2 separate regions of the Zea mays genome follow, and region 1 is linked to region 2. Evidence: chromatin contacts called from public Hi-C data. All regions are on one chromosome and are shown on one strand. The core of a region is the stretch at or near the end of the contact, and the rest is flanking DNA. Distances in the headings are between cores, read along the strand shown. Region 1 holds the start of LOC103633162 (histone H4). Region 2 holds the start of LOC103633160 (serine/threonine-protein kinase STY46).

The links. A called contact is a pair of places that touch in the nucleus more often than the background predicts.
Region 1: a Hi-C map of endosperm shows a contact between it and region 2, with 4 times the contacts expected there. The contact joins the promoter of LOC103633162 here to the promoter of LOC103633160 in region 2. A contact is called at or near these places in 8 of 25 Hi-C or Micro-C datasets (bundle sheath, ear, endosperm and 2 more).

The regions. Positions count from the first base shown.
Region 1 is chr7:154,500,582-154,507,709 of Zm-B73-REFERENCE-NAM-5.0, reverse strand. LOC103633162 (histone H4) reads right to left here and starts at 1,653. Exons shown (of 1, transcript NM_001301452.2): 1 at 830-1,653. The coding sequence starts at 1,442. The coding sequence ends at 1,131.
Region 2 is chr7:154,365,157-154,372,317 of Zm-B73-REFERENCE-NAM-5.0, reverse strand. LOC103633160 (serine/threonine-protein kinase STY46) reads left to right here and starts at 3,227. Exons shown (of 16, transcript XM_008654846.3): 1 at 3,227-3,654; 2 at 3,795-3,909; 3 at 5,669-5,760; 4 at 5,894-6,010. The coding sequence starts at 3,395.

The DNA of each region.
Region 1 (7,128 bases), core at 404-2,903, 140 kb before region 2:
ACAAGGCCAGGCAATTTGTGTATGCATATTGTATTGGCTACTCGGTTGGAGATAGTCTTAGAATGTTTGGATGCCTATTATGATTATTAAATAGGAGTATAATATAATTATAAAATTAATTATACAACTAAAGACTAAACGGAGAGATAAATTTATTAAATTTAATTAATCCATAATTAATAAATGTTTACTATACCATCAAATGAGCAAATCAAGTTTAATATGTTTATCTTATCATTTACTCACTCTGGTGTCATATTAGTTATCGTTTTAGGTATGGTTTGAGTCAAACTTATAAAATTTTGAGTACAAATAGTTTTAAAACATAATATTTATATACACCTATTTGTCTTAACAAGTAATTTTATAAAAGTATAAATATATTAAAAGATTATTTATATTTTAACAAAAAAACATTGGTAAAAGGTATATTTTACAGATCGCATCACTATTCTAAACGATAACTAATAGTAGATCGGATGAAGTAGTTTTTATCTATGCAGTTATTTTTTTTTGAAAGAAAAAGGCAAAAGATTTGTCATTTCAATATATTAGACGAAAGAGAAAAATTGTACAAAAACTGGCAAAAAAACTAACACCAAAAACCAAAACAACTTGCAAAGTAAGACCTAGCTAGAACACTGACACTTAAAAAGCAAAAAAAAACCTAAGCCCTGACCAAGCCCCCAGCCACTACAGGCAGGCTAATGCAATTAATTTATAATTAGACTATTTTTTATGTGATAGCTGAAGACAAGGTTGTATTCTGACAGGAAAGGTAAGAACAAAATCCCAGTCGTAAAGAAATCAGGTTGCCGATACCAAGCATGCCAATAAAGGATTCATACCAAAAATAAAGGCCACAGCAGCTCCAAGATCGGGAGCAAGAACCGCAAGAATTGCTAGGTAATCGTAGTTATCATTTCATTTCTGCAAGGGAAACAACTAAGATACAACTAGGAGTTGAACTCTTTGTACTACTACACGACATCACATGGACCACCAAACACCAGATCGAAACATAGATCTAGGAATCTGGTACCTTCCCACAGAATGGAAAGCACAGAACAGGGAACCCAAAGGAGAAACGCCACCAGTACTAGGCCCACCCCCAGATGGAGAGGGCGCGCTTAGCCGCCGAACCCGTAGAGGGTGCGGCCCTGGCGCTTGAGGGCGTAGACGACGTCCATGGCGGTGACGGTTTTTCGACGGGCGTGCTCAGTGTAGGTGACGGCGTCGCGGATGACGTTCTCGAGGAAGATCTTGAGCACGCCGCGGGTCTCCTCGTAGATGAGCCCGGAGATGCGCTTCACGCCGCCCCTCCTCGCAAGCCTCCGGATCGCCGGCTTCGTGATCCCTTGGATGTTGTCGCGGAGCACCTTGCGGTGCCGCTTGGCGCCGCCCTTGCCCAGCCCCTTGCCGCCCTTGCCGCGCCCAGACATCGCCGCCGGAGAGGAAGGAGACTCTACTGGTGCTGCTGCTACGAGGGAATTGGAGGTCTCGAATTCGGTGCGGCGTAGGAGAGGATTTGAGGTGGGTTTAAAGGGGAGGATTTGGGAGAGTGCGCGGGGGGAGATGGGGAAATTTTTGAGTCGTGCTTTGGGCGCGAGGCGAGGAATTTCGGGGGATGAGTGCGTTGGAGACGTCAAATCGGGTTTGGATGGTGGGATGGGTTTTGGCGCTTTTGCCGCGGTTCGTCAGGTGGACAAGCGAATCCGTGGGTGTGAGGGTCGTAGGCGTTGAACTTGATCGGATGGCAGAGGACTCGTTAGCTGCGATTGGAGCGGATCAATGACGTGGCGAAGGTTCGCCGGCTCGAAGAGTACTAGACCTTGTGGTACTGGTGGGCTTTGCTTTGAGCCTTTGACAGGCTGCTCAAGGACGGGGCCTGCTGTGCTGCGCTCCGAGCACCCAACAACACTAGGGATGATATGATAGTTGATAACTAAATAGCTATATATTTAACATTTTAGGATAGTTTTATTAGGCCTTATCAATAGTTCAATTAACTCGGTTAGATGAATCTTGGAACCAAAATTTTCCGGTTATCCAAAATGTGGAACCGGAATTTAGAGCAACTCCAATAGTTCTCTAAAAAGAGCTCGCTAAAACCATTTTAGCAAGTTGCTAAATAGCTATTGTAAGTAAAAAATAAATTAGTCTCCAATAGTTGCTCATATTTAGGAAGTAGTTCGATTTTGAATCTTGCTTTGGCAGCCCTGCCCCATGAGATCTGGCTGACGGTAAGGTTGAGAGCAGAGAATGTCGAGGGCGAAAGAGAAAAGGTCGATCGACATGAACTATGGAGGAGTGGTGGTCCGGTGGCGCAACCTATGAGGCAGTTGGGTCCGACGGTAAAGGAGAAATTTGTGTCAAATGTGTGTGACCTAGCTACCCTACTGTGCTAGAAAGTGAAAAAAAGAGTGTGTTATCGAGTTGCTAAATGTGGAAAGTATAGTTGGATAGCAACTAACTAAATTTAGCAAATCTATTTAGAGAACAATTAGAGAAGCATTTTTCTATTCACTTCTTAAATTTAAGATTTAAAGAGTTGTTTTGAGAACTATTGGAGTTGCTATTATATTGGTTCCATTCAGTTCGATCAATTAGTGTTTCCGGTTTCCTCACCCGCAACGCACGCGACGGCGGAAACCTAGACATACGCGCCGCCGTCGCCTTCATCTTCTCCACCGCAGAGATTCCGGAATCGGCCGGTCCTCATTCCCCTCCTTACACCGGTCAGTCATCCACCGTCGTCGCCTTCATTCTCTCCGCCGCATTCGTGTCACCGAGTCACTTCGTTCGTTCACCCAACTATATTTGAAGGAAGCACCAAATAATCGCATTGGAGCAGCGGTAATCAGTAAGTTCTAAATCACCAACATTCTATTTAATTCGTTGATTTTATCGTGGTTCTACATTTAGTTCGTCAGTTTTCTATTTCACTATACATTTGATTATGCTGCCGCCAACATATGAGCAAACACACATAGTACATCAGTTATTCAGATTGTCGTCACCATCAGACCGATTTGGCATATACAACCAACTTTTTTAGTCGCTAGTAGCCTTAGTTCGATTATGCTGCCCGGTAATGATAGTAACAATCGAATCTTTTATTTTATATTTTTGTTTCGTTTATGTTGGTCATTAACTAAATAACACTATCCGTGAAGTCAAGATTTTATGCCTAGATTCCGGAAGCAAACCCTCTCGTAACACGAATGTTTACAAAATGTAATTATGCTCTCCTGCACCTGATATCTACATATCAGTGTAACTGAACTGTTTACCTTCTGATATTTACCTGCATTTCATATTTACACAAACTGTATCGTAAATCAGATTCACCTTCTAGTAACTCAATTGTTTCATATATCGAAACACAAATTAGCGTAACTTCAATGTTAATTTAGCGTAAGTCATTTAGTGTAACTCGTGGTCCATCCCATCCTATGCATGTTTTGAACGTATTGAAGACCCACTCGAATGTATCGACTATCTCGTCTCCTAGTAAAGCAAACGCAAATATTGTGCACCGTAGGTGATGGTTCGAACCAACAAACATGTCTAATGGCTTATCATACATATTAGTCTTATGTGTAGTATCAAAGTTAACTGCATCACCAAAGTCAATGTACTCGGCTTGTTGGCTAGCATGGAACCAAAATATGTTTAAAATCTTCCCTTCTTTGTCCAGCTGAAAGTCAGAAAAAATTATGGATTATATTTTTTGCATAATGAAAAAAAGATAATAGCTTTGACATATCATTTGCATTTCTTTCCCTTTGCCATGCTTTCTTCCTGTCAAAACATAATGATTATGCGCTACACCTTTTTAACATATGTGGATTGTTTCGGTAATATATAATAATCATTTTGTCAATAAATAATACACTTACATGTTACTCATGTCCTGCACAGTTATTGGAACGTTTTCTGGACCACCATGCATTTCTGAAACAAAACCCATAATGCAATGTTGTGAAATCCTGCTTTCCTACATCGCACTAAGGAACTCCATATAATCACGATCATGAGTTTTGTTGCATTGCAATTGCCCTTTTTCTGTTTCTTTCTTTAAGAATTCATTATTATTCTCAAAGTTAACCAGATCAATCCGTACAGAAATAACATTCTCTTTAGCATCATCGTAATTTTTTTTAAGTTTCATCCAGTCTTGCACTCTGTTCGTTTCGAACTTGGATTACACATCCTTGGATTTCCAACTCCTCTTTCAACATTCTTTCCTTCCATTGAACAATTCAACCATTTACAATTTTTTCGCTCCCTATATTTCTTCAACGAAAATCCAACCTCATATGCATATTGACTATAAAAAAATACACCTCGTCCACATTACAAAATGTCATACCACCTTTAGGTATCAATCTTATATCAATATTGTCTGGATGTGCACAGAAATTTAACATTTATAAATCAATGACGCCCCAAATTTATTGTGGTACTGCTACAACACTACAAAAGTATGTACGTAACTGATATTATGATTTTATCAGAACTTACATGGCTTTGCAGAATGTGTGGTGTGTCCTGATCATGCACCCAATATGTCTCATGGGGATGCGTTGATATGCTCCTACCATCTCCGTCGATCTTGTGTTGTCATCAATATTTTCAGGTGCCCTCAACGCCGCCGGTGGAGTAACAGCTACACCGTCTGCGTCTCCGGTCACAGCATCAGGTACAACTACGATGTCCATGGCAGTAGATGTACCTGGTTGATCTATGTCCTCTGTATGTCCTCCTGCCGCCACTAACCACCGTCAAGAGCACAAGAATATGGTCCTTCTACTATCGTACAAGAAAGGCTACTACAAAGTTACGCCGAAGTCTCAAAAGAATATTTGGTTCCTTATTTTAATGCTCCTCAAACCGTAACGTTGAGAATAAAGCGGTAACTGTCCCACATTTATCGCGATTGTACAACACTACTTTCCTAATATCAAACCAACACGGATTTACGCATACACCGGTCACGTATATACAATAGCATATATGGTCTGACGTCTCGATATTGCATGGTTTATGATGTTACGTTTCATGTTCTTATGCAGTCGTAAACGCTGAACAAACTGGTAAAGTCGTCCCACGTGATTTGCGCGTCAGCAGATTCTTTTTGCATGATTTATGCACATTACTCAATCTGTTTATCCCGGTATAATTGTTGGTGCATGCATATTGATGAAGCCTCCTGGCTGGGGCTGACGCGTGCATGGTATATACAAATTCTATAACTCGGTTATACTAGCATAATGCTGACGCGATTACGCGGGTGGTGGCCTATCCGCGTCCTGGCTGGAGCTTCCCCTATTAATCGAAGCACATGGCTTCCATTACCTCGAGATATATATATATATAAAGTGGATAAGATTATGTAAAAATAAATTTATATATATATAAATTTTGAACTATAATTTTGGCAACCACCCGCTAAAACAAGGTGGAGTCGTAAAGGCAGCACCAACGCAGAGCGACAGTGTTACTTGTTGTGCAAAAGTTATTATAGAAACATTAAAAGTCAACACAGATTAAAGTCAACCGATAGTCGCGCCCTCCACATAGCCTGCATTAGACCGATTGCAACGGTGGACTGTAAATTATATCCTCTATACAAATATTTAGTGCCCCTCTAAAAAGATTCCAACCTCTAAACACTAAACTCTTGCAATGGTAACCTGTAAACCATCCTCCCGGCCTCCTAGACTCGTCCCGTGCTGCAGCCAGAGATGCTGCGTCCGCGCCGCCGTGCGTCGCCGCGCCAACACCGCGCGTCCGAGCCCCACGCCGAGCTCGCTGCACACCCTTGTTGCACCCTCCACGCCCTCTCCAAGATCTGGCACCCTCCATGTCTTCTCTCCTCCAAGATCCATGCTAGGTTCTATATTCCAAATTAATTCCACATTTCAAGTTCCAGATTTTGGAGCTCCTCTAGTCTTCCTCTCCGCCACTACCGATCCATCAGGTAACTGTCATGATTTGTGAATTTTTCGCATGTCCACACCCTTGCTGCAATAAAGGTTATAATTCCAGTTTAAAACACTTCACTGCAGAGCATACGTCGAACAATGGATGAAGAAGACAATTTCTTTCTTATTAGGTTCTTCATTGCAGAGGATACGATGAATTATGAGTTGCTCGATGATGATGAGGAAGAGGTACATGCTATGATGTCAACCATGGATGGAGAGAGCTTTAACCATGGCTCTATAAGACGACTTGTCCCTAGAGGCCATGGTGATGGAGAGGCAAGGATCATTTGTCATTACTTTGCAGCCACCCCTGTCTACACGCCAGAACAATTCCGTAAAAGCTTTCTGAAAGGGAAATAGGGTTTAACATTTTCCTATAAATAATTTTGGTGGTTGAATGCCCAACACAAATATTGGACTAACTAGTTTGCTCTAGATTGTATTCTACAGGTGCATAAAGGTTCAACACAAACCAATAAAAAGATCAAGTTAGGGTTCAAAAGAAAGGAGCAAAAGAAACCGAAGAGCACCCTGGTCTGGCGCACCGGACTGTCCGGTGTGCCACCGGATAGTGTCCGGTGCACCAGGACCGTACAACTATGAACTAGCCACCTTTGGGTTTCTCCAGCGTCACTCCGCTATAATTCACCGGACTGTCCGGTGTGCCACGGGACTGTCCGGTGCACCAGCGGAGCAACGGCTCTTCGGCGCAACGGTCGACTGCACAGTGCCCCTGACAGCGCTACAGTTCGCGACAGAAGTCAGAGCAGAGGTCAGAGGCGCACCAGACAATGAACAGTGCCTGTCCGGTGCCACCAGAAGTCAGCGCTCCAACGGTTGACTGCGTCAGAACCCTAACGGTTGGGTGACGTGGCTGGCGCACCGGACTGTCCGGTGCGCCCATCGACAGCAACCACCCCAAACGGTTGTTTTGGTGGTTGGGGGCTATAAATACCCCACAACCACCTCCACTCCAACCATCCAAGCATTCACTACTCCTCATTCAATACAAGAGCAAAGTACAACACTCCAAGACACAAATCAAAGCCACTGGTCCGATCAAAGTCCTCAATTCAATTCGTGTTTCTTGTTGCTCTTGTTTGCTTGGCTTGACTTTCTTTTATTTCTCACTTCT
Region 2 (7,161 bases), core at 1,978-4,477:
TCGGTATTATTTACCCTTCGCCGTCACTCCACATCGCTCTCCACTTTGGTATAATCTTCACTCTTATTACTCATACCATTGAGGAGAAAGTAAAGAGGGCTCTCAAATGTCTCCTTTTTTGGCGATTAGTGCCAAAGGGGGAGAGAGTATTAGCCCAAAGCAAAAGGACCGCACCACCACCAATTTCAAAGTTTTTTAAAAGGAGTTTTCAATTGGTGTCTTATGATGAAAATTTTAATAGACACATTTCAAATTGGTATCTAAAATATTTGATCTTCTTTCAATTGGTAAAACCCTCTTGAGAGAGGGAAAGGGTTGAAAGAGACCCGGTCTTTGTGACCACCTCAACGGGGACTAGGTTTGCAAGAACCGAACCTCGGTAAAACAAATCACCGTGTCACTTGCTTATTTCTTGGTTGATTTGTTTTTACCCTCTCTTTTGGACTCGGTTTTATTTCTAACGCTAACCCTAGCTTGTAGTTATGCTTAAAGTTTGTAAATTTTAGTTTTCGCCTATTCACCCCCTCTAGGCGACTTTCAAAAACATTTTATTTGTTTATGCTTATCATTGCTAAGCTTGTGTGTTTTATTTAAGAGAGGTTTTCTCTAAAAACATAGATAACAAATTAGAGCTAATTCTCACCTTGTGCTTCCATCCTCCCCTTAACCCCCTATCAAGAGAAAAGCACCTTACCCAAGAAGATACCAAGAAGCTTACCCTTGAAGCCTCAAATAAGCTACATAAGGAACTTGTCTAGTCGCTCAGTTAAAAGGACCGACCATGAGAATCAAAGCACTGCCCCTGAGTCAAATTAAGCAGAAAAACAACATAGAAGAAGTTATTACCATACAAAGAGGCAAAGATTCTTGGAATGAGAGACCACAAACATCAGGGTCATTGACCCCACCGCTCACTCGTGCCCCCGCACGTGTGCCTCGCCTCCATGAGCACTACCACCGCCCCATGCCCCCTTTGCAGCACACCCACCGTCGCCATCACCGCCGACAACAACCCCCTCCTTCCCTTGTTGCACCTGCTGCTACGTGGCACATGCTCCATCACCACCACCCCACAACCGAACACCACCGCTCGCTTATAAACCCCCCACCGGCTCCTTCAATTTCTATCCCACTCAAAGCAAAACACCCCCGATAAAAATCCCCTCGGCCAAATCTCAAGCAACTCCATTTTCCACTCCCTCGCCCCTAAGATTATAATTCTTGGTGATTTTTGGGTTGAAGACTGTTGTACATGGTTCATAGTCTTTGGTTTCCTCCTCTGTGTGATGGTAATACTCTTTTATAGAATCCTCTAGTGGGAATAACAAAGAGAAAGAAAGGGGCAGCGAAAAGAGAGAGAAATAAGCGGAGAGAAGATGAGAAGAAGGTTGTCGAAAAATCAACCCGGCGTTAGTCATCTCTACCAAGCCTGCTCAAGCAACAACAATAGAAGAAGGCCCCGTAACACCCATGCTACGAGGTAATTCAAGGAGTTCAATTCCCTAATATTCAAGAATTCTACCCTCATTTTTTAAGTGGGGTAGTGCTCCAATAAGGTCGATGCTGTGGAGAAAAAAAGAAGGCATGTGCATGTAGCAAGCTTGTGGAGGAGCAGATCATCCAAGCATATAAGTTTCTGGATGAGAAGTTGTCACCCAAGTTTTGTTGATGAAATACAAAAAGACTAATCAAGGAAGGGATCCATGGATAAGTTGTATAAGGTTTGCGTGTTGGTATCAAAACTTCTTCAGTAAGCTAGCTGCCAAGCGAAAGCTAGAAGCCTGAGGATGATCTTTGAGTAGCCAGAATCAGCGTTTGCAATCGGCAAGCGAATGCTTCTCAAAGGCCAAATTTTTGTTGAAGTTCCATCTCCTCGAAGAGTCTGCATAATAAAGATATGTAGCTGAAGTACCCCTTCTAAGCCGAATCTTGAGGACGAGATTCATTTTAAGTGGGGTAGATCTGTAGCACCCCGAAAATTCAAATCTTGAAAATTCCACAAACTCGCTCTAAATTCAAAATGAATTTTAAATTTCGTTTCAAAATGTTTGTTTGCGAGTTGATCTCAACATATAAAATATAGTGGTTTATATTCTCCCCAAAATCTTTTTCAAAATATCATACAAATATTTTCCTAGTTATCCCCTCAAATTTTTTTCCAGAAATATTGTCTAAATATTTCACCGATATTTCTCCAAATATTCTTGTTCTAAGAAATACCTTCAGAATCATTTTAAAGTCTCTACAAATATTTTCTTAATAAGTTTTCTCATGCTAATATGTATACATACGCCTCCGGTGTCATACAGTGACCTCTTCAAACTAATTTCACCTATACATAATTAATACTTCTTATCTCCCACTAATCTTCGCTTTCTCTCCAATCTCCCCACCTTGCATATAAATAAAGGGGCAATGACCTTTACTCATGTCATGCTAAGATATTTCATGGCAACTCTCTCCCACTCGCAGCCCGGGGCCCGCCAAGTTTTCAGCAGCCGGGTAAGACTACGTTCATCGCTGCACTCCAGACTTCCGTTTTCCTGCATGTGGCGGATACAGTCCCCGTTAGAGCATTCACCGGTTTACTCTATGGTTGCTACAGTGCTAGTGCTGGCGATGAGCAAACCTCTACGCTCGAGTTCTGTGCACATTGATGTTTGTTTGTTGGGAAAAAAATGTAATAAATGATGAATATGTATAGAAAATAATATTTTATAGTTATAACAAAATATATGAGATAGTTTAGAGAAAACGGTTATAGATGATAGAGATAGAGAGAGAGGTTACTGAGGTGACAAGATAATGGGTCTGTTTGGTTCAGTTTTTTTCTGGCCAGCTTTTCTGAGAATCTGGCTGTGGGGAGAATCTGTGTATCATTAGGATTACGTGCGGAAGAAGATAAAGATGTCCATAGGACTCAGGATCTAGAAAGTGACAGATTCCTATTATTGCAACGACTCAACCGATTATGTGTTTATGTTGATTTTGAATGATTTTTACTCAAACGAATTTTATAGAAGCTGACTGAAAAACTGAACGTTTAGCAGACCGCAGCAGCTTTTGGTGGCCAGAAGCTCAAAAAAGCTGAAACAAACCGGGGCAATGAATGGTGGCACGGTAGCACGATATAGGGAGAAAATAATATAGTGGACCGTGAGAGTTGAGCCAACAGTGTTCGGCTGGCGGTAGTCGCCGCAAAACGGAAATCTTTCGCCTCCGCCCCGCTGGCCGCTGCCGTTTCATTCACTTTCCAATTTCCTTTCCTCACCTCCATAAAAAAACTCGGCCACGGTTATTTATCTCTTTCGCTCCGCTTTCTCAATCACTGGGCCTGGGGGAGATCGAGACCTAGAGCGGAGGACGGGTGGGCGGCGCTGAGGGCCTTAGGCGAATGGCGGTAGAGGAGGCCGCGGAGAGCTGCGGCAGCCACGCCGCGGCCGCTGCGTCCGGCGGCGGCGCGGCGGAGCTCGCTACGTCCTCGTCATCGGCCGCCGCGGCGGTGCAGGCGCGGAAGCAGCAGCAGCAGCAGCGCCATAAGCTCGAGGTGTACACAGAGGTTCTCCGGCGCCTCCACGACGCCGGCCTGCCCGACGCGCGGGCGCCCGGGTTCGACGACGAGCTCTGGAACCACTTCAACCGCCTCCCCGCCCGGTGCGTGCTCGGTCACGCGCGCGACAGCGCTTCCTCCTCCGACAGTGACGTGGCGCGAATGCAATTCGCCCCCACCAGCGGTTTTCGCTCCGGGCGGCGGTCTGGGCTGGGCTCACCTGCACTCGCTTTGGTTTCTGCAGATACGCCATGGATGTGAACGTGGAGAGGGCGGAGGACGTGCTCACGCACAAGCGGCTTCTGGAGCAGGCCAAGGATCCGGCTCAGCGCCCGGCTTTCGCGGTGCGGGCCGTGCAGGTGATGATCTTCGAATGCAATTTTGCACGGCACTTAGCTAGTTAAAGTAGACAAAGTCAAGCACATCTTGTCCTAATATGTGCAATACGGTTTTGCCGACTGTTGAATTTAGTTGGTTGTTTCACTTGGTTGTGACCCATTCCTGCAATGGAGAATTCCAGTTCTCTGATCTTTTTCTTACTGTACTTATGTCATCTGTGTCAAGGCTGCACTGCTGGACTCACCTGAGTTGTAGGTATCCTTTGCGTCTATCGGCTTCGAAACAGAAGCATGCACTGTTTCACCTGATTACCTTTTGTAGTGGATTAATCTTCCACTGAGATGAGCTCATTGCTTTATCCTTTTGATCGAAAAATCCAACAAATCCTTCTGACCTCTTCATTGCCAAAAGCATAAAAGTAATGACATGGTGTTGCATTGATACCTTGCTGTTTAGGCTGAGTAAGTAGTCAGGGTACTGGTTGGGCTAACGGGAAATTTCGTTATGTTCTAAAAACTCGACCTGCGGGCAAGGTTATTAAAACGATAAAACGTTGGAACGCTCATGGGTGAAATTTTGACTTTTAAACGTTTAAACTTTGTTTAAACGTAGTTTTAAACAACATAGAAAAAATACCAATACATCATAATTTCAGACAATAATATGAAGTTAAATACCAAAACAGAGAGGTTATTGGCTTACCAAAACTTCACCCATGAGTTGGATTGAACCCCAAAAGTAACTAGTAGACTGGGCCCAAAAGTAGCTAATGGTCTAAAATGCATAAAACACTGCGTTTTACGGTTTAGAACGCCAAAACGCTAAAACGTGGTTTCAACCTCTAATTAGAGTTTTGACGTTTAAACGTAGTTTAAACATCGTTTAAACATAGTTTTAATAACACTGCCTGCGGGGGTAAGACAACCCCGAGTATTGTATATTAAGAAGAAGACCTTCTCACACAGATCGAGAAAACCCCCGAACTCCTACCCCACCCATACACAACGGCATCGAAGCCCATGTGAGAACGACTGCGACCAGGGCTGAGCCTTAGACCCGTGCTTTGGTGTGGGACAAACGAGGGGATTTTTTTAACCACAGCCTGAAATTCACTCCCACGGGGAGTCGAACCCAGGACCTGAGGAGTGCTACTCAGACCACTTAACCAACTTGGCTAGAGGAGCTTGTAAGGATTTCATTCTACTTCACTATGTCAAATTTGTATTCTATTGAGTGCTGACCACATGGTATTGTATTGAAATGTCGATTCAAACATTTGTGTTTATGCATTTCTCCGAAAATTGATCGTGCCGATAGTTCAATGTGTATGCATGTTTTGCTTTTGACCAAGTAACCATTCCTATAAATTAGATTTTAAGCTTTCCACAAGTGTCAATGCCCTTGTTTTAATTGGTAGTATGTTATCGTTCCTGAATTTCATCTTCTATTTTTGTACATAAAGTTTTCTTTTTCTTTTCTTTTTTTAACTAGCTGCTAAGTTAGCAATTGAAGGGCAGGCTTGCCTCGGCTTATTGAAACCCCCTGGTGTGGGAGCCTTTGGTCTGCTCCCTTTGCTGTAGCAATTAATAATATAACTAGCTGCTAAGTTAGCAATTGAAGGGCAGGCTTGCCTCGGCTTATTTAAACCCCCTGGTGTGGGAGCCTTGGGTCTGCTCCCTTTGCTGTAGCAATTAATATATAAAGGCCTTCAACTATTGTTTGTCATAGTTCATTCAACTATTGTTCATCATTATCCTTATTGGAGTCTTGATTCATTAGGTATCTCCAATTCTTGATGGGAATCAGACTGATGCTGATTCGAATACTGCAGGGGAGGAAGTCGCTTCAAGACTGTTGAACAGGCAGCAGAGGTATCTGTCTTTTCTCATCTATTTAATATTTTGGAGATTGGCAAATGACAATTATTTTGCATTACTGCTATGTGCAACAAAAAAAAATATTCGTTTGATTGGTCTTTGTTTAACACGCATGACTTGTTTCCAGCATACATCCTCCTCCTGCCTTTGGTTCTTCTACAAATCTTGAGGCCCTTGCTCTTGAAGCTAGCAAGTCTCATCAAGATCACGATAGCACCTCTGATAATTGTCGATCCCTGTACAGGTATTCTTTGCTTTTAAACTCTAGTTTCTAGGTACCTTTATTATAATATTCTGTCTTACAGCACCTTAGACATCCCACCATTTTTTCAACTAAATTAAACAAGGACCGAACCCCTGCCAGCTAGGTGCAAATTTGCTCCCTAGCCAGTGCAACCAGCTAGAGTACATGAAAAAAACCAAGCCCTTGGTGCAAGACCTCCCTGAGGCATTGATGGAAAGGTAGAAGATTCTCTTCCCCAGTGTCCAGAAAAGGCAAAGAATCCTGGCTGTCCAGTACGTCCCAGTAACAGCAAGGATGCACCTGCAGCAGGGGATCTGCTGCAACCATTACTGGACCACATATTTCTGGTGAGGAATAGGGAATCAAACTCTCAACCTGTAGGTTGCACTTCTGCATCCCTACCACTGCACTATGGGCACATTCTCAGTGAGATTTCACAATGACTCAATGAGTGATCTATTTGTTATGTCTAAATGGGAAACCCTAACCCCAATTCAGGGTAGGCATGTGTATATATATTGAAAGAGTATGGGCTGGGCCAAAGCCAATTTATACAGATACAAAAAACAGTAATCCAACACCCCCTGCAGTCGCAACTCTAGCGTATAAGATGTTGAGACTGGATCGAAACTCCGAGAACACCGTGGATGTGAGCCCCTCGGTGAAGATGTTGGTGAATTGCGAAGTTGTCAGGACGTGGAGGATGCAGACATTGCCGACAATGACACGCTCACGGACGAAGTGGAGGTCGATCTCCACGTGCTTCGTGCGCTAGTGCTGCATGGGATTGGTGGAGTAGACCACGTTGATGTTGTCGTAGACGAGGATGTCGCGTGCAAGAGGTTATGAAGCTCCTGGAGCACCTGACAGAGCCAAGACGCCTCGGTAACACTGTTGGTCACAACACTATACTCAGCCTTTGCGTTGGAGTGGGAGACGACAAGCTATTGCTTGGAGGACTAGGGGACGAGATTGGTGCCCAAGAACATGACATAGACAGAGGTGGTCCGACGAGTGTTGGGGCAGCCGATGTCGGTGTAGGCAACCAACTCATAAGTCAGAGAGGGTCAAAGAAGAAGACCGTAGTCGATGGTGGCACAGAGGTAGCGAAGAATCCACTTTGCAGTGGTGAGGTGTGGTTCCCGCGAGGT